Regions from separate parts of the Mus musculus genome. Here region 2 is linked to region 1. Evidence: chromatin contacts called from public Hi-C data. All regions are on one chromosome and are shown on one strand. Each heading gives the region's core, a stretch centred on a gene start, on an enhancer-like site or on the middle of the called end of the contact. The rest is flanking DNA. Distances are from core to core; before and after follow the strand shown. Region 1 overlaps Ints6l (integrator complex subunit 6 like). Region 2 holds the start of Mmgt1 (membrane magnesium transporter 1).

Region 1 (6,297 bases), core at 2,413-4,912:
CAGATCTCTCGTTTCCATGAAAATTTCCACACGTATATAAACACTGTAAATTTTATTTCTCTTTCTGTCTCTCTCTTTCCCTCTATCTTTCTCTCTGTCTCTCTGCCTCTCTCTCTCTCTGTCTCACACACACACACACACAAAAACACACACACACACAGGTTTTCTCCATGTAGCCCCTAGCTGTTGTGGAACTTGCTCTGTAGACCAGGCTAGCCTGGAACTCATGCATATCTACCTGCCTTTGCCTCCCAAGTGCTGGGATTAAAGGCAGGAGCCATTATGTCCTGTGTGAACTTCATTTCAAAGTAATGCTTTTAAGCTATATGTTAAAAGTGGATTCAAAAGCTGGGCATAGTCCATCCTGTCTGCAAAACGAGCTTTCCACTGCCTTGGCTTCCTGCATGCTGTGCCTGAGCTGCAAGGGTGGGAGACCTAGGGTTTTAACCTGAGTCTGCTACTAATTACACCCATGACCCCTGAGCAAGTCGCCCGAATCTTTTATGGTGTGAGTTTCCTCATCTGGTAAACGACAGGATCAGACTGGATTATTTCCATGGTTCCTTCCTGAAGGGAGTAGGAGAAAGCTATAGGGCTGAAAGGCAGGAAGCGGAATAATTGAGGAGTGGAATTCCGTGTGATTTAGAAATCACTTGAAGTTTCAGAAAATAGCTTACTCAAGTTGGTAAGTGCCACCCCACTTTATAGTGCTCCTGTTTGCTGCTACAACGCTTGCTTTTCCCAAGTCGCCTGTCAATGATTACTTCAGAATCCAGGTGCTGAAGGTTGAGCGAACAGACTAGCTTTCTTTTTATGGGTGGATTTTCAACAGTGAATGAATGTTACTTTTATTTTGTGCAAATCAACTCAAAACTTATTTTGAGATATTTTTTTTTAAAAAAAGAATTAGCCCCCTGGGAAGAGATGCTGTGTGATATTAGAAAGTCATAAATGACCATCCTGTTCGCATTGCTGAGCGTCATCCCTGACCAAGAGCCAAGTGTGCTTTTCCCTAGGCCATTTCTGTGAATTTTTATCTTGTGTATCTGTCCACAAAAATGTCTCACTGTACCTAGGCTCGATAACACTTGGACTCTTAGCAGTCAGAGGCTAAGAAAGGCATAAGGCTAGTGAGTTTGAAGTTAGCCTGGCTATATAGTAAGACTCCTCAAAAAAACAAAAACAAAAACAAAAACAAAAACAAAACAAAGCAAAACCCAAACCCCAAAACCAAAACCAAAAAAAAAAACAAAAGAAAAACAAATCTCATCTTAGAAGCTAATATTGAAAACAAAAATCTGCACAGTAGCTTTTAAAAATATTTGTTTAGTTATTTATGTATATGTGTGTATGTATGTGCATGCACCCACAGAGGCCAAAGGAGGCTGTAGGAGTGTCCGAAGCTGCAATTACAAGTGGTTAGGTACCATCTGATAGGGCTGGGTGCTGAGAACCAAATTTGGGTTCTTTTGAAGAGCTATGAGTGCTCTTAGCCACCAAACCATTTTCCTGCCAACAAAAGAGCTTAAAAAAAAAAAAACATAGATATCCAAGTTTTGTTCCATTATATGTAGCAGTGCAATAGACTCAGACAGAAGATGAAAGTCTTGAAACTGTTAATTTCTACATGTGCCCATCCACTCACTGCTGAAGATCAAATTTCCTCTGCTCTTACCTTACTTTTCACTGACTGTTTGTTTTCTGCTCAGTTTACTTAACACATGTAATCCTGTGAGTCTCTGTCAGCCCCTTGGAAAACAATTCAACAGGCCACAGAGTGATAAATAAGCATTTGTAGTAATATATAAGGGAACCACTTTTTAATAAAGTGGGTTTTGTTTTGTTTTGTTTTGTTTTAGTGTAGGAGACAGTCTTGTTCAGTTGTACCTCCTGAAGCACAGGGATGGAATGGTAGCATTCCGTGTCCACAGGCAGAGAGATTCTCTAGTGAATGAGAATGGATTTTGCAGATTTTAGCAAGTTCAAGATGCAGGGGCCCTCAAGGAGTAACTCAGACAAATGGGAATCGGAGAAACCATGTATTCCTCAACCAAGTGTGTTGTAAGAAAGAGCTCTACTGATCAAAAGACTAACAGAATGCATCCCTTGAGCCTCCCAAGGGTGTAGCAGTACCATTAGTCAAATGCCAAAGCCGAGGGATGCTTCTCCGTGGGCTTAGGCTGTTCTACATAGCAGTTTCCCAGCCAGCCAGGGCTATGTCTCCGTAAAATAAAATAAGGGAAAAAAAGTGAAAATCTTCACAAAGGAAACCAAGTTAAAATTTTCCATGTTGGGGGAAATAGGAGAGGGCACACAAGGCAACCGTTTCATTGCTGCAATGCTATGGCATCTTCTCAATGTGTCCGCCCTAATGCTAATGCCTTCCTTCAGAGGTGAATTAGATAGAAATAATCTGAATGGCTATTTTAATGATTTCATCTGTCAGAGTGTTCTATTACTGATACATCTCTTATATAGAGATTGGAGAGCAGACCTGTGTGTGGTGGCTCATGTCCATAAACTCAGCACTTTGAAAGCTGAGGCAGGAGGACTGTCAACGAGTCAACCAGGACAGTCTATATATTGAATTCCAGGGCAGTTTGGGCTACAGAAGGAGACTCTACCTGAAATAAAAGCTAAAGGTGGGGCTGGAGATATGGCTTAGCAATTTAAGAGCATTTGTTGCTCTTGCAGAGGACTAGAGTTCAGTTCCCAGTACCTACATGGCAGCTCACGACCATCTGTAAGTACAGTTCTTGGGGACCTGGTGCCCTCTTCTGGACTCCCCAGGCACCAGGTGTGCATGCGATACACATATACACAAGCAGGCGCACGCACACACACAAGATCGAACAAGTCAGTTTTTAAAATATAACTGAAACCACCAAACAAACAAACAAAACAAACAAGCCTCCAAAATTGGGAACAGGGATGGGCGAAGAATTGAATTTGAATCCATTTTAATCCCAAGGAGGGAATTCTTAACATTGAAAGCTTTAAGTTGCACAAATATTTGGCATAAGGCTAAGGACAAGAACCAAGAGAAAAGTCATTTGTCTTGTGGAGAGACAGAGTTGATTGGAAAAGCTGGGCATATTTTTGTTCCATCATTCCATCTTTTTCATCTGTTTACTGACATAGACCCGGTTCTTGATGACAAAGATGAACAGTGTCAAATTGAAGAAGAAAGTAAACTGGTTAAAAAATACTGTTGAAATTGCTTTATTTCAATGGTCTGGGTTGCTACAGAGAAAACTTTCCCTAAACTTATGGAGAGCAGATGGAAAAAAAGAAAAACTGTTTATCCTTCAACAAAAGAATTGATGGCCCTACTATATTTAGACTTTAACTTGGGACATCTGGGAAAATGTTCAAATCCGTTAATCATCTAGTTTGTAACTATCTACAAAGAAGCTGAAGGTCGAGATTAGCCCTTTAGCATAGGCTTATGAAGAACAAATACTATCAGGCTGCTTTTATTTCCTTTCATGCAAAACCAAATGTGTGTTGAGGAGGGAAAGCAACATGTATTGTCTCCCGGACATCAACAGCAGCCCTTGTTATTCAGTCGCCATGAAGGGCTCTCCTCAGCTGGGATGACTTAGACTGTGCGGCTATCAGGAGAGTGTCAAGATAGGCTGAGGAGCAACTGTGCTCCCAAATGAGGCATGAGTTGGGGACAGAAGGTCACAGTGACTGGTGTGTAAGAGAGGCTGGGTCGTGACAGTCTGTAACATGTAGTGCTTTATTTTTATTTTTTATTATTTGCTCTTTGAATAGATCCACTGCTGGTACCTTTTAATAGCTAACCATGCTAGAGAATTTCAATCATCTATTTTTTTTTTCTGCTTATACTCAATTTACATAGTTTGTAAAGAACATTTAGGTGCAGCTGTCCTAAATACCTTTATGCACGACTTTGGATGGGGATGTTAATACTGTGTTTATGAAACATTTGAATTATCTTAAGTCAATCAAGGTCACTAATATTTTGGAAAAGGATTACAAATGACCTTTAGAGCTAGAGCAGAAAGGGCTCTAGCACTACTCCCACATCCCTCCCCTTCGAGCACTGTGGATCTTCTATCTCCTTTACTTGTTTAGAATTCCTGCCAAGGTTTAATAGAGGGCAGAGTTTCTCTATTAAAAAAATAAAGAAGCCAGGTGGTGGTAGCGGTACACCTTTAATCCCAGCACTTGGGAGGCAGAGGCAGGCAGATTTCGAGTTCGAGGCCAGCCTGGTGTACAAAGTGAGTTCCAGGACAGCCAGGGCTATAGAGAGAAACCCTGTCTAGAAAAGCCAAAAAAATAAAAAAATAATAAAAATAAAAATAAAATAAAGAAAAACCCTACATCAGAGATGTAGGAAATGGTCTCTGGGAAATGGAATGATGAATAAGATGCTGAGATTTGGGGGTGGGCGGTTGCTAAATATTCCTCCATTTGAAGCCAGTGGAGAAATAGACACAAGAACCAGCTAGAGTCCCTTTTGTTGTTTATTTTTTGAGACAAGGTCTGGTTTGCCTCCAACTCACTCTTCTGCCTCAGCTTTCCCAAGTGCAGGGATTACAGGCATCAACCATGAGAGTCAGATCAGAGTTCTAAGTAACACCCTTCTTCCTCATAAAGGCTTGACTAAGGATCCGATCTAGATGTATGTTGGTCTGTTTAGGACCAGGACTACCTACCTCAGAAGCACTGCAGGTCAGAGAACAGGCAATTCAAAGGGGCTTTAGCAACAGTCTGGGAAAGACAGTGCTGGCAGATTGGCTCTAAACTTGGCACTTAGGGTAGAAGGTACAGATAGTGGTAATAAGAAACTTCATTGGAGGCTTCCCACCTCTGAGGAGACTCTCTCTACTGTGTACTGGTGTAACTGGGGAATACGTAGCTAGTGGCCAGTTAGGCAGAGCTGAGAACAGAATGGGTCACCAGTCTGCAGAAATCCCTGTGTTCTTCTCTTGATACGAAATGGTATTTTTAAGTGGGCTATGCAAATGTAAACAAGACCTAAATTAACATACTTTATAAGGCAGTAGGTGTTTTCCTTCTGTAGGTCGGTTTTACTTGAATGACTATTATAAGACATGGAATTATAGGGTAAGTAAATGTTTCTAGAAGGATTGTTATGGGGTGTAGAATTATGGGATATGAAAATTAGAAGGGATGTTAAGATGTTAAGAGCCTCACTGTGTAACCCTGGCTAGCCTGGAACTCTCTATGTAAACCTGGCTAACTACAATCTCCCATTGATCCGTCTGCCTCTTCCTTTAGAGTGCCGGGGTTAAAGGCATGTTCTATCACGCCTGGCTTAGGGCTGGTTTTATAGCTCTTTCATTTCTTGGATGATGAAATAGTTCTCCAGACACTTATTCTGGACTGTGCCAGGTAGCTGGTGACACCCAGGACTAGACCAGGGTCATATAATTTTTAAATTTACTACCCAAACCCTAAGTGTCCTGAACTTAGCCATCAGGGAAAATAGGCTGAGTAACTTGAAATTTGAAAACTCTATTAACTTTGAACTTAGACATTAATCTAACAGCATGTGTATGAGACCACTTAGAGAGCATGCGTGAGAGTAGTGAAGTGGTTTTAGTGGGAGGGACATGCCCTAAGATTTAGGCTCCCTTCCTTCAAGATTCTGGCTTGGCCTCGATACATCTCAGTGTCTTCATCTAGAAAATGGATGTAACACTAGTAGCCCCCTTCTGTGAGCTTCTGATTCCGAGGCTAAGATGAGAATGATATATCTTAGATTCTGTGCTTTACATAGGCGAGTTCCCTGTGAATGAGCACTGATAAATACTGTCTGCCATTATTCACCATCCCCATCATTGAGACACCTTTCCAGCTTGATCCGTGAAAACAACAAATGCTTCCTTTCGGACTTTGCTCATCCCGGGTTTACTTCTTGGCCCTAAACCTCCCTTCTCCGGATCTCTTATCATCTTCCCCTTTTAGGCCTGTCCTCCATGACTGAGTCACAGCTTGTACATTTCAAATGTTTCTTTTTTTTTTTTTTTTTTTTTTTTTCGGTTTACTCTGCCTTCATCCTGTCGCTATTCTGGTCCCGACTGCCCCAGTCCTGGATTACTCCATAGTTTCTTTTTCTGAATACCGTTTTCCTTCCTCTGGTCTGTTTTGGTTGTTACTTACCAGACTGATCTTTCAGAGGCATTGTTTTATCTTGTTTCCCCTGGCCCTGAAATCTCTAATGGCTCCATTGTCTGCTCTCTCAAAGGCCAGCCCTCATGTCTGACCTCCTTGTCCTTAGCAGATTCAGCGACTAAAAGA
Region 2 (6,745 bases), core at 3,363-5,862, 130 kb after region 1:
GTGTGTTCCATCATGTCCACTTTATCGGGTGTAGAGGAGAAAACACAGGGATTTGTTTATGCCAGGCAAACACTGTACTGAGTTACATCCCTAGCCCCACAGAGAATGTCCTTCATAGAACACACTGTTAGTAAGAATGTGAAAAACCAATGGATTGTCATCAAAATACATTCCAGAAAGATTATGTCCATGAAAAGGTAACTCTGAAGTAGGTTTACTGGCACATGCCTGTAATCTCAGCACACAGATGAAGGCAGCAGACTCAAGACTTTCAAGGCCATGCTTGGGCCATATGATTTCAGTGCTTACTTAGGCCACATAGACTCTGTCTCAACAAACAAAACAGGAACGTTAGCTAACTATAAAGCTAAATACACACTTAGCATTAGAGAGCGAATCTGGGAGCTCTTCCCTCGGGAAGACTATTTCTCCATGCTCTCGGCATTCCTTAGCTGGCTGTGCTTTGTCTAGGGCTGAGGCCCCATGGGCATCTCTGAAATCATACACATTCAAGTAACATTGCAAGAACTGAGCAGGTTGTATTTATATATTTAGGAATATATACACATATGTGTATGCATATAACAATAATTAAAGAAACAGAGGCCATGAAGTTGAGTGAGAGTGGGGGATGAGTGCACGGGAAGCATTGAGAAGGAGGAAAGGAAAGGGCAAAATGATACAATTATATTTTAATTTCAAAAACAATTTGTAAACTACACATGCAAGTGCATAATGCTTTTTTAAAGGATCTAGTTTTCACCTTAATTTTGCCATTTGGTTCATATTTATAGGTGGGGGCAGTAAGTGCCATAGCATAAGGAAGGGTTCAAATCTGAGCCATCTGGCACAAGTTGGATCTCTCCTACCATGTAGGTTCCAGGGATTAAAGTCAAATTATCAGGCTTTTCAGCCAGCGTCTTTCCCCACTGAGACACCTCGCCAGCCCCCGCAAAGCTGTCTCAGTTAGGTAAAGTACATGCAGCAAGACAACACTGTCCATACACTCTACAGCCTAAACACTGATGCCCTTTAAACTATTAAGAGCAAATGTGAAGTTGCCAGGGAATGGGATCAGTTTTGTTGCTTCCACTGTTTTAATTTTGAATGATTAGATATTTTCACACTATTGTTTAAGTTTGTTACAAAGAACTTACAGTTTTGGTAAGTTTAAATCTAATAACAGTAAACTAGTAAAACAGTCAAGTGAGGACTAGGATTAACTCAAGTTGAAAGCCACCTTTTTCCGCACTGCTTGTTCTTAACCTTCATTTTCAAAAGAACTAACTGTTGGGACAGTGAAATGGCTGAGCAGGTGAGGATGCTTGCCATCAAGCCTGACGACCTGAGACTTTTTTCCCTGGGACCCACATGGTGGAAGAAGAGACCTGACTCCTGCTGTTACACTGTCACATAAGTGACCTACACACTTACGCTGTGGCATGAACTGCTACACGCATAATAAAATATTTAAAAAGGAATTTTTATAAAAATTTGAGCCAAATGACAATTTTTAAAGGCCATTTTATACTGTCAATACAGAGACACCCCCATTTCCTTCTTTAGCTTTTGTTTTTACGACAAGGGTCTTATTCTGTAGTCCAAGTTGACTTCAAACTCACACCAATCCTCATGCCTCAATCTCCAAGCGCTGGGATTATAGGTATAAGCCTCCATGTCTGATCAAAAAGGTCTAATAGAATTTTTTTAAGATTTCAAAATCTTTCGATTTTACAGTGATAAGAGCAGGTAACAGCTGGGCAAGGTAACACAGGACTTTAATCCTAGCACTCAGGAGGCAAAGAAAGAGGCAGAGGCAGAAGCAGGTAGATCTCTGTGAATTTGAGACCAGCCAAGTCTATATAGCAAGATCCAAGCCATTCAGAGCTACATACTGAGACTCTAATTCAAAAAAATTTAATAAAAAAGAAGCAGGTAACAAATGCCATATCATGCTTGAAAATTATAAAAAAAATTAAAAAGACAAAATAAAAATTGTCATAAGCAAAGTGACTGATTTTAAATGTGTACTTAATGGAATATAAACGACCAACTTACATCTATTGGTAATGATTCATCTTCCTTTTCTGTTAGTCGCATATAAGAACGATCTAGAAAGCAGAAGCACACCATTAGGAAATTATAGCCCATTTTCCTTTCTTAAAATACAAGAAAATCAATAGACCAAAGTGGTTGACTTATATACTACATAAAGTAATGATCCCAGATTCCTCAAAAACCTCTTCTAATATAGTTAGCCTTATCTTTATGAATTAGTTTATGCTTGTCAAGGCCTGTCTTATCACCTTAAGTAAGTGACAGATGGCAAATATGAAACCGAAAGAACTAAGCATAATTTTTCATTAGTATAGAAACTCTAGAAATTTTGAAACTGTTTCTTTCACTAAGTAGTCAAAGAAGTCATAACTATTTAACAATCAATAGGACTACAAACATTTTCAATGCTCAATGACCCTGCCACTGCATAGTGAAGCCAAAGTGAAAACTGGTATGGAAATGTTCCTCTTCAGTGCAGTGATGTAACTCGAGTTCCAGGACTTCAATTTCTGTCCTTGCTACTGCTTAATTCTGCTGCTGCCTTCACTTCTGCAGGCTGCAAGGGACTGAAGGCTGCGATCAGGATCTAGAAACTGGTAACCCCAAGTCATACATAGCACCAGCTTTTCTGTTTACTACAATTTACTGTACCTCATTCAAGACATCCTCAGCAACTCCAGCACTTACTTCAATTGCAGAATGTTACAATGGGAAAGTGAACAGAGTTGCACTGCCTCAGTTTCCTCTGTGGCAAATGGGAACGTGAAAGGTGAACAGGGTTTATTTCGTGTATGAACAGTGAGAGCTCTGCTATATCAAAGGTCACTATGGCAGAGATGAGCATGCTCCAGCACCATAGGATGCTATCTGCTGCCACAATTTCCCATGACACAACTAGTGTCAAAGGTAAATGGCAGTCTTTTGCCAGCACGAGCAGTGCAGAGGTCTTGCTTCAGTCCACAAGGCATTCTTAGCACTTGAAAAATATAAAAATCCAAAATCTTAATTCTACATCAAGCAGGACAATATTATTCTAGATGAAGTAGGACAATCCACTTCTAGATTAAATAGGACAATCCCTAATTCATAATGTACTCTAGACTTAAAATGACTTGTGTGAATGTATTGAGTCTGCTTAAAAAAATATGCAGGCAGAGTATATTTGAACTTACAGAGCCTGTAAGGACAGGGATAAAAGCAAAATCAATCCAATATCATATGCTGTTTGGATTAACCTTTTAATGACACACTTCTAGCTAACTTTCTTGTTTGAATGAAGTCTACTCTGGAAATTTAAGACTATCTTCAGCTAGGCATTTCTTCACTGGGAAAATGAGGCTGTTGGAGTTCAAGCAAGGGCCTTACTTGCTTTGTGACTATAGTAGAGCCAAAGCTTACTTCGAAAATAACCAGTACTCCAGTGTATCCTATTCTCCTCCAGGACAGTGCTTCACAAACTATAAATCACCCAGGGATTTATTAAAACGAATATTCTGATTCAACAGTTCTGAGGTGGAGCCTGAGTAGACACTAACAAGGTCCCAGGTGATGTCCACGATGCTGCTCTACTGACCACACTATGAGCAGCAAAGCTCTAAGGCACTTTCCCCAGGGTCCCACCAAATTACTACTCCCCATGAACATACATACACACATACATACACATACACACACACACACACACACACACACCTTTGGAACATTCACATTATCTTACTGCAATTATTTGTTGGCCCACTAGTTTTTCCACTAGTCTAAGAATTCCCTTAAAGGAATCAAGGAACCTCTAGCACCTAAAAGCAGAAGCAACTTCAATTATTGATCTGAGAAAACAAACAAAAACAAAAAACAAAAAAATACAAAAATAAAAACCCACCATACAGCACCGTTATCATTTGCCCAAGGTCACACAGATTTAACAGTTAAGCAAAATGTTAACAACCAACCTTTTAAACCAGTCCACTGCTCTTTCCCCGTGTCACAGTGCCTCCCTGAGGCAAGCGGTCACTTAACTTCTCCGTCTTTGCCTGGACAGCAGAGTGGCCGGGATGCTGTCTAGCTAGCTGTCACGATGCCACATGCATGCAAAGTTCTCAATTCCACACTTTGTCTTAGCTACCTAGGCTGCATATGGCATGTCGTGTCTGGAGTTCTGGGACAGAGTCCCGGTCTGAATTCTTTCTCAAACCTCAGCAACCTCTTCTGGCCGTCCTGCAATCTAGGTGTTCCTCAGCCATCTGATCTCAAGCCCTCCGCTGAGGACCCTGCACGGCTTTACTTAGTCACCCCGACCTAAAACGGCTCTCCTGCACTGGGTTCAACAGTCCCTTAGGGGAGCGCCCCCACAGCCCCTGGTGTCCCCCACGCGAGCGGTCCCAGTCCCTCAGTTACTTACGCTGCGCAGCTGAAAAGGCAGCGTGGGCTAGGGCAAAAAGCCCGACACCTACAAGCCCCTTCCACAGCGACGGCGCCATGATTCAGAAGGAGCGGCAGCCCAACAAAAGGAGACGAAGGGCGGCAGAGGTACTCCTCCTTTCACCGGCGGGCGTCCACGCGGCGCAGGAACATGACGTCACCAGAGCCCTGGGCGCGAAGTGCCGGCGGTGGCCAGACCCAGAGAGCCGCCGAGAGAACGCGGAAAAAGGAATGCCGGGAAGAAGGGGACAGCGACACGGAAAAAGGGCCTGAGGCCTCCTCTGCGACTGCGCAGTGCAGCTTCCCGGAGAGAGGCAGGGCTGAGTTGGGGGCGTGAAAGAACAGGCCGAGCGAGACCAATGGGGAGACGAGGTAGAGCGTCCGCAAATACGCGCCGGATTTGGAGAAGGGGCGGGACTTACGGAAAGGCCTGGGAGGAGAAGAAGGTGGGGCTGGTGGCGTTGCTAAATGGCTGTGGGCGTAGAACTCGAAAGCCTGGTACTTGGTATTTGATAATTGGTTAATTGATTTGGTTTTCCTCCCAACAGAGTCCTTTCCTTTCACTAAGTCTTTCTTATGCCTCTGGCCTCAGAAACGGTTACCGAGGCAGGTTGCAAGGGCATCAACGTGAGGAAGTAAATAAAGTGTAGAGAGTAACTTGGGGGGTATGGAGCCCTGAACTCTCGCATGTTGGGGACGCTCAGAGCATTGGTTCAACATCTTACCTTTCTGCTTTACGTTTCTATGAGCAAGATCCACACAAAAGAGAGTGTAGCACAGCGGGACTGTTTTGTCATGAAGAAAGCTAGAATGTATGAAGGGAGAATAAAGGGATGTTGGAAACAGTCTGATGAGCACACAACTGTAACCTTTCTCCATTTTTATCTTCATCTCCTAAAATGTAGGCATTCAGAAGGAGAGTTTTTCCTGGATCTCTTTTCGCTCTACTCTCAGCAAGCTCATTAGTTCATTTCCACTTCAGACCAGCTTAGTTTTTCCAGTGATTCCAAATCAACAACTTTACCTCAAATACCATAACTCCTTAGCTCCAGATCAGCATTCCTAGCTACTCACTGCTGAGTATTCATTTGCGTGTGAGTAAACCCTGTGGGCACGACATTTTTATGGCCAAAGGTAACTCACACCCTCAACTCTATATAAGTTACTTCAGTGCCCCTGGCTGAGTGGCACAGCTTTGTTGATGTCATATCACAAAATAAGTGTGAAGCCTGATTACCATTCTTTCCCATCAGTCTCCAAAGAACTGTGTCATCTGAATCAGTTGACTCACCAGTACCTGGTCAGTACTGCTGGTCCTTACCATGCCTTTGAAAGTTGAAGCATTCTCAGGTATGATCTCCTTATTCTATTCTGACTTTATATCATCTTCTAAACGATGTTATTTCTTTATTATGTTTGTTGGGTTGCTATTGTTTGCTGCCTCTCTTCCCACTCTAGGATGGGAGCTGCAAGAAGACAGCTTTCTCCCTCTCTAGAACATTGTCAAACAGCAGGCATTGCATACAAACATGTTGGATGAAGGGTGAACAACTGTTGGTGAAGAACAAAGAGTGTTTTTATCACTGAAAAGATCTTTACAGAGATTCAGTCTAGTTCTTAAAAGCCTGTGGTCTTTTGGTATGCTTAAGTTTCTTCAAATCTGAAAAACTGGATCCCATCACATTAAGTCATAGTCATCACTGTTCTCTGGACCCTCTACACACAGTGCTTGATCCATAGCAATTGCAGTAGCATATATTCCTTACAAAAGGACAAGTAACAATGAACTTCAGAATCAGAACAAGCCAACTCAACACTATTTAGTTGACAGGACGGTGCTTAAGAGGAGGAGTTAGGGGGAGGACTGAAGGGGTTTGCAACCCCATAGGAAGAACAACAGTATCAACCAACCAGACACCCCAGAACTCCCAGGGACTAAACCACCAACCAAAAAGTACACATGGAGAGACCCATTGCTCCAGCTGCATATGTAGCAGAGGATTGCCTTGTCAGGCATCAATGGGAGGAGAGGCCCTAGGTCCTGTGGAGGCTCAATGCCCCAGTGTAGGGGAATGACAGGGGGGGGTGTGGCAGGAATGGGTGGATGGGTGGGGGCACACCCTCATAGAAGCAGGCTGTAGGGATAGTGGGTTTGTGGAGGGGAAACTGGGAGGGGGGATAACATTTGAAATGTAAATAAATAAAATAACCAATAAAAATTAAAAATCACATCAAAATTTTGTTTTAGCTTAGATAATGGTCATATTTAAAT

What was found. A called contact is a pair of places that touch in the nucleus more often than the background predicts.
Region 2: a contact with region 1 is called in a Hi-C map of uterus, with 4 times the contacts expected there. The contact joins the promoter of Mmgt1 here to the enhancer-like site in region 1. A contact is called at or near these places in 4 of 39 promoter capture datasets (the C10 cell line, fetal liver, hematopoietic stem and progenitor cells and 1 more), 2 of 484 Hi-C or Micro-C datasets (group 2 innate lymphoid cells and uterus), 1 of 115 datasets of contacts at active chromatin or transcription factors (the 230-238 cell line) and 3 of 9 other capture datasets (adipose tissue, liver and pancreatic islet).

The regions. Positions count from the first base shown.
Region 1 is chrX:56,468,174-56,474,470 of GRCm38.p6, forward strand. The region is part of intron 2 of Ints6l (integrator complex subunit 6 like); the gene reads left to right. Among named protein-coding and RNA genes, the nearest start is that of Ints6l, 16 kb to the left of the region's middle. Within about 2 kb of position 3,663, at least 3 of the 459 cell types and tissues checked have an H3K27ac peak or open chromatin away from gene starts, as enhancers often do. A contact at or near this core is called in uterus, where this site is marked.
Region 2 is chrX:56,593,332-56,600,076 of GRCm38.p6, forward strand. It overlaps Mmgt1 (membrane magnesium transporter 1), which reads right to left and starts at 4,613. Exons shown (of 4, transcript NM_146234.4): 1 at 4,454-4,613; 2 at 2,059-2,111. The coding sequence starts at 4,532. Gm36239 (a long non-coding RNA gene) reads left to right here and starts at 4,861. Exons shown (of 3, transcript XR_386934.2): 1 at 4,861-4,971; 2 at 5,727-5,823; 3 at 5,932-6,325.